2 separate regions of the Zea mays genome follow, and region 1 is linked to region 2. The links are chromatin contacts, called in public Hi-C maps. All regions are on one chromosome and are shown on one strand. The core of a region is the stretch at or near the end of the contact, and the rest is flanking DNA. Distances in the headings are between cores, read along the strand shown.

The links. Hi-C and Micro-C count contacts between places; a contact is called where the count stands out from the background.
Region 1: a Hi-C map of tassel shows a contact between it and region 2, with 2.8 times the contacts expected there. The contact joins the promoter of LOC100276465 here to the promoter of LOC103651301 in region 2. A contact is called at or near these places in 2 of 25 Hi-C or Micro-C datasets (ear and tassel).

What each region holds. Positions count from the first base shown.
Region 1 is chr3:211,711,607-211,715,969 of Zm-B73-REFERENCE-NAM-5.0, forward strand. It overlaps LOC100276465 (Putative clathrin assembly protein), which reads right to left and starts at 2,061. Exons shown (of 15, transcript NM_001360693.1): 1 at 1,760-2,061; 2 at 1,515-1,584; 3 at 1,260-1,357. The coding sequence starts at 1,849.
Region 2 is chr3:211,320,121-211,324,371 of Zm-B73-REFERENCE-NAM-5.0, forward strand. LOC103651301 (two-pore potassium channel 2) reads left to right here and starts at 1,749. Exons shown (of 2, transcript XM_008676920.2): 1 at 1,749-3,201; 2 at 3,890-4,251. The coding sequence starts at 2,123. The coding sequence ends at 4,034. LOC100274395 reads right to left here. Exons shown (of 5, transcript NM_001148755.1): 5 at 1,151-1,742.

The DNA.
Region 1 (4,363 bases), core at 811-3,310, 390 kb after region 2:
TTGTACATTAGAACTATTGCAAGCATCGGGTTGGGCCAAAAAATCAACACTTTTTTGGCCAGAACAAGCGTAGTGGTGGGTTAATTTGTGTGTGTGTGTGGGGGGGGGGGGGGTGAGTAGTTGGGTTGGGCTATTTTTCAAGTTAGGTAGGGTTTTCCTATGTTGGGTCAATTTCTAGGTAAAAAAGGTGGCCCGTGCCCGACCCGTTGGTTGTTGTGGTTCAAAAATTACAATCCACACCCAACCTGATGGTTGTTGCAGTTCGACAATCATGACCCGAGCCCACCCGGTGCACTAGTTGGGTTAGGTTTTGGGGGTTGGATTGGGTGGCCCATGATCCGATATATTCTACATTGTTAGCTACTAAGATGAAAGGTTGATCAAGACCTACAAAACGAAGCAGAACCTTCTGAATAGGAATCCAAGAACTCCAAATAATTTTGAGATAGTTGCTGCTAGTATAACTGTAAGGAAACAAAAAAAATAGCGCAGAACAGCCAAAGTTTGTGCCATCTCAACTGAACTCCATCATACAATTCAGGCAAGACCAAAAACTAGCCATTAAAAAAATATTTTAATCCAAGGACATAACATATAACACTATAGGGTGCCAAACGGCTTCAGACAATCAACAGAAAAGAAGGAACTACACAATTTAAATTATCAATTCTAAGTTCAAATAAAAGCAACCACAAAATGTGAAGAACTGTGTTAAATGTAGAATTTTCACTGTGCTTTTGCAAACAAGCTTATTATGGTATGCAAAGAAATTTCAACTTGGATGTATAATGTCTTGATTGCAGCAGTAAATAACAAAATTCTTAGTTGTGTCTCTATTTGTTTTGTTGTTCCCACATCCAAATTAACTTGTACATATACACTCAAGCCACCAAAAGCACAGAGAATAAAGGTCTAATTTGTATTGCAATTCCAGACTCACAACATAACATTCTATCATATAACTGAACATATGAGCTCGAGCTCTCCAGTGTGCAATGACCAAGGTTCAGGTGCCCAAATCAATAGCACTGCATCCTCACTAACCGTGCATGAAACTTGGGCATTTGACGATTGAGCATTTAGTCTGCATTCATTTCCACAACGTGATCACATTTTTAATAAACGAAATTGCATTTGAGATTCATCGATCACCCATACCATTACAGGATCGGCACCAACTTAGCAGCTGAAGCAACCATCAGAGCATCGGATACGCTGAACGAAACAAATAATCTGAACCGAAGTGCAACAGTGCTTACGATCCAGTTCCTGGTTTTGGCGAGTCGTCGGGCAAGCGCATGGATGCAGTAAGTGACGTCCGCCTGTGGCCTCGCGATGGACGTCGCCGCCACAATCTCTACAACACCGGCACCGACAAACCCATCAGACAGCAAACTCAAACCGAGAAAATGCTGGAGAAACCACAGCACAGCCCTCGACGACCCGGCTAGTTCCTAAGATCAAACTAAGCAAAAAAAAAGTGGGAAGGGAGGACATGGGAGGAATCCACGCACTGCGCAGGTGGCGCTCCTTGGGCGGGCTCTCCACGTGGTTGGTGGCCCTCACGATCGCGACATCCAGATCCTGAGAAAACAAAAAAAAAACACGCCAAAGAGAACCAATAAACCCAGTGCGGCGCAGCAGCGCGGCCATAGATCCGTCGGCGAGCACACGACCGCCTGCTCACGAACTGGACCGCTTTGGCGCCCGCAAAATCGGGGGAAAGCACGGGCGGGTGAGTGAGGATTCGACGGCGGACCTTGAAGTCGGAGTTGAGATTGGCGAGGCTGACGGTGGTGGTGTCCTTAAGCGCGCCGTACGCCTTGCGCCAACTCTGCAGCGCCGCCATTGCTGCCTCCGCCGCCGCGCCGTGCTTGTCCCCGGTGTCGGCCCTCGCCTCGCACTCCTCGTGGCTTTGCGCTTCTCCCCCCTGCGGGTTTGGTGTTGTGAAATTTCGGGCGCGAGCGCGCGGTACAGAGAACTGCCAACCTTCCCGTCCCCCAACAAATAGGGGGACCCTCCTGCACGCACGGAAGCGCGTTCCTCACCTTCCACGCCAATGGAGGTTCTGATGATTGATCGCGCAACCCTTGTTTATTAGTATACCTCAGTTCCAAATTCCTACACTTCGAAAAATCCACAATTTCCAAATTTAATGAAATATATAAAAAATAGTATCGATGATCCCAAATAAGCACTATAAATAAATCACATAATATATTTTACTGAACCTATTTTAAACTACAAATATTAATATTAGTTTATAAAAAATGTAGTTTAATTTCTTAAAATACAAGACGTGCGTTTATTTTAAAAGAGACGGGAGTACTCTCTACTTTTGCAATATAATAACTCCGGTCCGAGCCCAAGTGCCCAACGCTGTAGATTAGTGCAATGTCGGTGCCTACTGCCCGTCTGGGAGCGGCTGGATCTCAGACTAGTAGAGTGCTGGATCTCAATGCAGAATTCATTCATCTCAGATGGGGCTGGCGGCGTAGCTGAACTGTTTTCCTGGTTGTCTTGGTTAGGGCAAATTGATACGTGCCACCAAAGGTAACAACATTACTAATAAGTGTGAGTGTGTGTGACTGTACTTAATTAAATAAGCCTGTTCTGACATGAGTACGACTTCTTTCCAATCATAAGGACCAGGTTTTGGCAATGGCAAGTATGAAGCGAAGGCCAAGCCAAAGTTACCAGTTGGCTCGTTGGGGGCTTAGCCTGGCAAAAGGTAGCAGCTCAACTATTTCTCATGACTGTAAGGATATGTACTTTTTCCTAGACATACTTAAATTTCTACTTTTGTTTTTTTATCTTTCTCAAATACGCAATAGATTTGTGCAAGTCGAAGAGTTTAACATACGGACGACGCACTGCCGACGACCACCCTAAGAGGCTTATAGTCTTACGTTCGTTTCGTACGTTAGACCGTTCTAACCTACATATTCAAGTTTCGGTGTTACACAAATGATAGACGTGTGAGCATTGAAAAGCAATTGTATCTCCGCTACTACCAGCGCTATCTTGTTCCGACGGCTGGAAAAGGCGCTTCCAATGCTTCGACACTGGAAGCATTCAGACCAACGTCGAAGAGCTTCTCTTTAGCGACACGCTTGTCATGATAGAGCTGTGAGTCTGTGACCAAACGTATACACTGCGATACTGCAGGATCAGAGCGTGTTTGTTTCAGTTTTATATTATATAAGTTAGATTATATTAAAAAGTAAGAGAGTATAATATCACTTTGATACTATAAATAAACTGAAATAAGCTAGATTATTTTAACTTATTTATGATTTTAAATGGTATTTTATCTCGTACTTTTTCGCCATGATCCAATTTATATAATCTAGTATGGGTATGGAAACAAACAGAGTCTAAGTTTACTCGCTCTGCAGTGGAAGCATCGGCTTACCAGGTGACGGAATCGTTGTCAATATCCATCCATTATTTGGCAGCATGTTTGAACTTCTTTGCATGGCTACCACCCCGGCTGAGCATGCAGTAAGTAAGCATGACGATTCTGAACACTGATTGGTCTGTTCGTAGTATCATTCTGAACACTGATTGGTCTGTTCGTAGTATCAGTATATCCCCTATGTTGAACTTACTACGTACGGAATTAGGCAGGCATGGTGTGGTCTGGTTGCAATTGTCAGGGCTCTTGAGACAGCTCGTCATGATGTCCTGAATGGTCCGTTGGTCCTGCATCTAGCTTGTTGGAGAAGGATTTCTTCAGGAAGGAAGAAGAGAAAGGCTCGGCGGGAAGCCGGGAAGCGAGAGGCGCTGGTATTTGACAAGCACGTCTCGCCTGTCTCTCGAACGTCGGTCTCTGGAACTTCGTTGTGCGAATTCTTTTCAGTTGATTCTTCGCCAGATTTCCCTTTCGGTAGCTGAGGGTAGCTGGCGCGTCCCGGAGCCGCCAGCTGGGCGCCACCGTACTTGGATGTGAGAAGCAAACAGACGGTGGCGCCGGGCGTGGTTGGCGGAAGGCAGGAATCGCCCGCCCACCGAATGTTTCGGTGGCTCAGCCGCTCAGGCCATATTCACGAACAGGCAGCGCGGCACATGTCTCCGGCGGTAGCCGTGGAACCCACGGCGACGAAGTCACCAACACCATGGAGGAGCGCAGCTAGAAGTGAATCGGAGAGGGCAGCCGCCAGCCGGCGGCGGGGCTCAGGGTCACGCTCACGGCTCACCGCCACGATGCCCTGGTATAGATATTTAGATGGGCTGGCACAAAGTCCACATGTTTAGCCCGGTCCGAAGCACGAGCGAGCACGGCCTGTTTCCTATAGCGCTCGAGCGAGCACGGCCTGTTTCCTATAGCGCTCGAGCGATCACGGTCGTGTTTGGGTCACGG
Region 2 (4,251 bases), core at 499-2,998:
TACTGCACCAAGAAAAACTGTTCACATTGTGGCTTATCGTGATTTTAGTTGATACTGCTGAAGTACAATTGTGCATATCGCAAGATCGATTGTCTGCTATGCTTATTGCTTATGCCATGATTTCTCGTCAAGTTGTATCAGAACGAGTCATTATAGCTGTACGGTTAATGATGCAGGCCCATAACACAGGAAAATCTGGAAGGGGCAAAGTTCTAGGAAAAAATGAGGAAAGGCACCGTACCCCAGCTTTCCTGCAGCAGTCCACAGGCACAGGCACAGACCGGCACGCTGAGTCGCTGACGCTGGTATGATGCACATGTTCTCCCTGCAGATCCTAACGAGGCGTGTGGGCGCTTGAGCCACCAACTTTCCTGCCGAGGTTTTACGGGCCGGCGGCGGGCGTGCCGCGTGCGGCAGCCAAGCCAGCAGGCAGCAGCGGCCAGCGGTCGGGCCTGGCGCTGGCGGCCTGGGCGGTCGCGCCTGGCGGCCTGGGCGCCGGTGGAAGACCTCGCTGTGAGGACGCGGGTGAGCCAGGGAGGAACGACGGGGGAGGGAGAGAGTACGCTTTACTGGACGTCTGGAAGTTTCTAGGCGCATGTAGCGACGGAAGCACACTGAGAAGTAGACCTGTCCGTCGATGCACTATCGTGTGGATGTGATTTTTTTGGCTGACGTGGATGAACGATGGCGCTGGTTTTGAACCGGCTTTGTATATAAGGAAATCTCTTTAAACCAACCAGGAGTTGCTGGTTTCTTTAGCGGCTCACAGAATGCATAAACAGACATGACATATGAACCGAATGGTAATTTCGGTGTGCACATTGTAATCCCTGTTTGAAGATTGACAATACTGATGTGCTTCCCTTATCATATGTTTAAGCTGTCTCCAGCAGCTTACCTATTCTATCTCTTATTTCAAACTTAATTCTGTGAACAGTGCAATTCTGTGAACAGTGCAGTCGATAATCTGTTGGAGACAGACTTAGCAGCTTACCTATTCTATCTCCTATTTCAAACTTAATTCTGTGAACACTGCAATTCTGTAAACAGTGCAGTCCATAATCTGTTGGAGACAGACTTAGACGAGCAAAACAGTGCAGTCCATATACAGGATCTGCTGTAGACAGTCTTAGGCGACATCAAATCCAGTGAAAGGGAGCTGCTGTCTGCTGTGCTGATAGACGTTCTATTTCTAGTAACATAATACATGCGGTATGCAAGGTTCAGGAAACAAAATAGAACCAGAAAAAAATTATCAAGGAGCATATAATAACAAATTAACAATCTCGCATTCTCATTTAGTACATGGATTCTTCTTGTTGTATAGTAGGTACAGAGACCCATCTTGGAGTTTTTCATCATCTGCACACTCATGTCAGAAAGCTTGAAGCATTGGATGGCATTGAAAATTATGAAGTGCTCGTGAAATATCTAGGCTGCAGGCCTGCAGCCTTCTCTATGCAAATGCACGCAGAGGGATGACCTGGATATGGTCGGCAACCAAGCTCATCCGGTCAAGATTTTTCGGCTTCAGAAGCTTTCAGTAAGTGCGACCTGTACTGTATATCCATAGCCGACAATGCGATCTCAGCACAGCAACAAATCGAAATGCTTCCATCCAGAGAAGAAGGTTACCCCGCATTCCCTCTAGTTGTTAGGCGGAGTAGTCCTGCGGAATATGGCACTGGGACCAACTTGCAAGATCCAACTACTGGTAAGCCATTGTCAACTTGGGTACCTACCTGCATCGAAGTGTAATTCAGGAACACATAGTTATGCACAGGCAGTGAACAAATAGGGTGATTCAGTCGACAGTCTCTGGTGCACGCCATATCCCACCACAAACACAGGGATTGCGAAGATAAAACTAGGGTTCTGTTTCAGACATCAGCAGAAAGAATATGTCAACCGTTCTCTCTCTTTCATCAGTTGCCTACTGCATCAGCTACCATGCAAGATACTAGAAACTACGTGATATAAATGTCGCAATAAATAAGAAAGATATGTTTCAAGATATGATGTAACCCAGCCCATTCATCCCAGAAATGCCAGGGAAGTGTACATCCCTGCTTGAACGCTTCCATCCTCAAGGTCTCGGCAGAACCACCATGGATATAAAGCGATGATCCAGCCTGAGAACTACAAGCTGCAACTAAGCGATCCAAGCTCCAATATGCCTTCCATGGACGAGCCTCTGTTACCTTTGGTCCAGCGTGACCAAAAGTACATTTCCAAGAAAGACAGAAGAAGCTCCTGTGATGTTCCAAGCAGGTGTGCAACTTCCTTTTCCCCAAGCAGCTATCTCAAAGCTAACTTCAGTACTCTCAATCATCTGCCGCCCACTGATGAAACTACCAGTACGGTACCCTCACCAAATATGCAGCGGGTGCACTCTTCACCTTCTATATTCACATCAAGCAAAGAAGCACACTGTGTGGATGAGCTTGGTGGCCAAAGCCATGCTGCTGCTGCTGCACAATATACGCCATCAATTGCAAGGCGGGCTATTGTCAGCGTCATCTTATACATCTCAATAGGGGTGCTTGTATACATGACAAATGTTGAAGGCTTCAAGGGGAAATCCACATTCAAGCTAGTGGATGCCCTTTACTTCACCATCATTAGTTTGTGCACAATAGGGTACGGTGACATAGTCCCCTGTACTACCTTCACAAAGGTGTTCACATGCTTGTTCCTACTAGTTGGTGTTCGTTTCATCGACCTAATGCTAAATGGGCTGTTGACAAATGTACTGGACAAGCAGAGAACAGTTCTACTTAGCACAATGGACGATAACAAGCTTAACAAGGTGTTTGACACCTACATGATTGATGCTAGGAAGAAAAGGTCAAGAGGGAGGATGAAAGTAATACTTGCATTATCGGTTGTAGCAGGCACTATCTCAATTTGCACAATCATAGTACATGAAGTTGAGGGTCTAAACTGGATCGATAGTTTCTATTTATCAGTCATTTCTGTTACAACGGTTGGATATGGAGACAAAAGCTTCTCAACAACAGCAGGAAGACTCACTGCCACTGTGTGCCTGTTGGTAAGCACTTTAGCAGTTGCAAAGGCCTTCTTGTTCCTAACAGACTTAAGGATGGACAAAAGGAACCGGCGGACTACAAAATGGATCCTCAAGAAGAAAATGGACAACGAGCCACTTGTTGGAGACCTAGAAAACCATCCTGCTGTAAGGTATGGTACAGTTTTCCATGAAAGATTATTTCATGAAAATTTATGATTTGCAGTTGCCTTTTAACAATTAATACCAGGAAGTTCTAAAAAATAATAAATACCTGAAAGGGAAGCGACTTTTCAGACAAACTTACTTATAACATGATGCCTATATTTAATTCAATGATTACATCATGGTCTTTTTGAAGTTATGTACTTTATTAATTCCTTACAGGACAAAGAGACAAAAAATGTTATTTCTTTTAACAACAAGGCACTGAATTTATCATTTTTTGAATTAAAAGTAAATTACTGTAAAGGTAGTTTATGCGCTGAAAATATAGGTTTAAAATCCTGAATGCAGTAGTAAACAAAAGGATCTTGATAAAAAAACTATATGCCCTCATTGCGACATGTACAACCTAACTTTTCTTTTGGAGTTTCTGATGAAACTAGGCCCAAAGTACTAGTTTCTAAAAAATGTCTGCAGTAGAGACACCAACATTCTACAAATAGAAAGACAGGTCAAGGTTACAAGACTGTGATGAACGTGACATGAACATCAACTCCTCACTGCCATAAATTAAATTTACTTTCTTTGCCCCCATATTGTATATTTCTTATTATATTAATTTGAAAGTCAGTCATATTCAATGTATATAGTAGTCGATGGCCATTCGTTAATAATCTGCTTGCTCCTTTGCAACAGCAAATCAGATTTTGTGATCTACAAGCTCAAAGAGATGGGGAAAATTGATGAGAAAGACATCAAAATGATCTCTGACCAGTTCGATCAGATAGAGTTTGGAAAATGTGAAAGGATCCCTCTGGCAGATATAATTGGAAAATTATGAATCTGGTATTTGTAACTTAGAAATATCCCATACCACGATGATATCCTCTTAGACCCTCGTATGCTTTGTGAAGTATTTAATACCCATGCATGTCATGAGTGTTCAAATACATTATCTGTTGCGGTTTAACTCAAATCTGAAAGTTGTGTGCTGTGGTTCAACTAAAGACTGCATTCATCTCCAGAATGTCTTAAAAAATGGAGAAATAACAAATTGT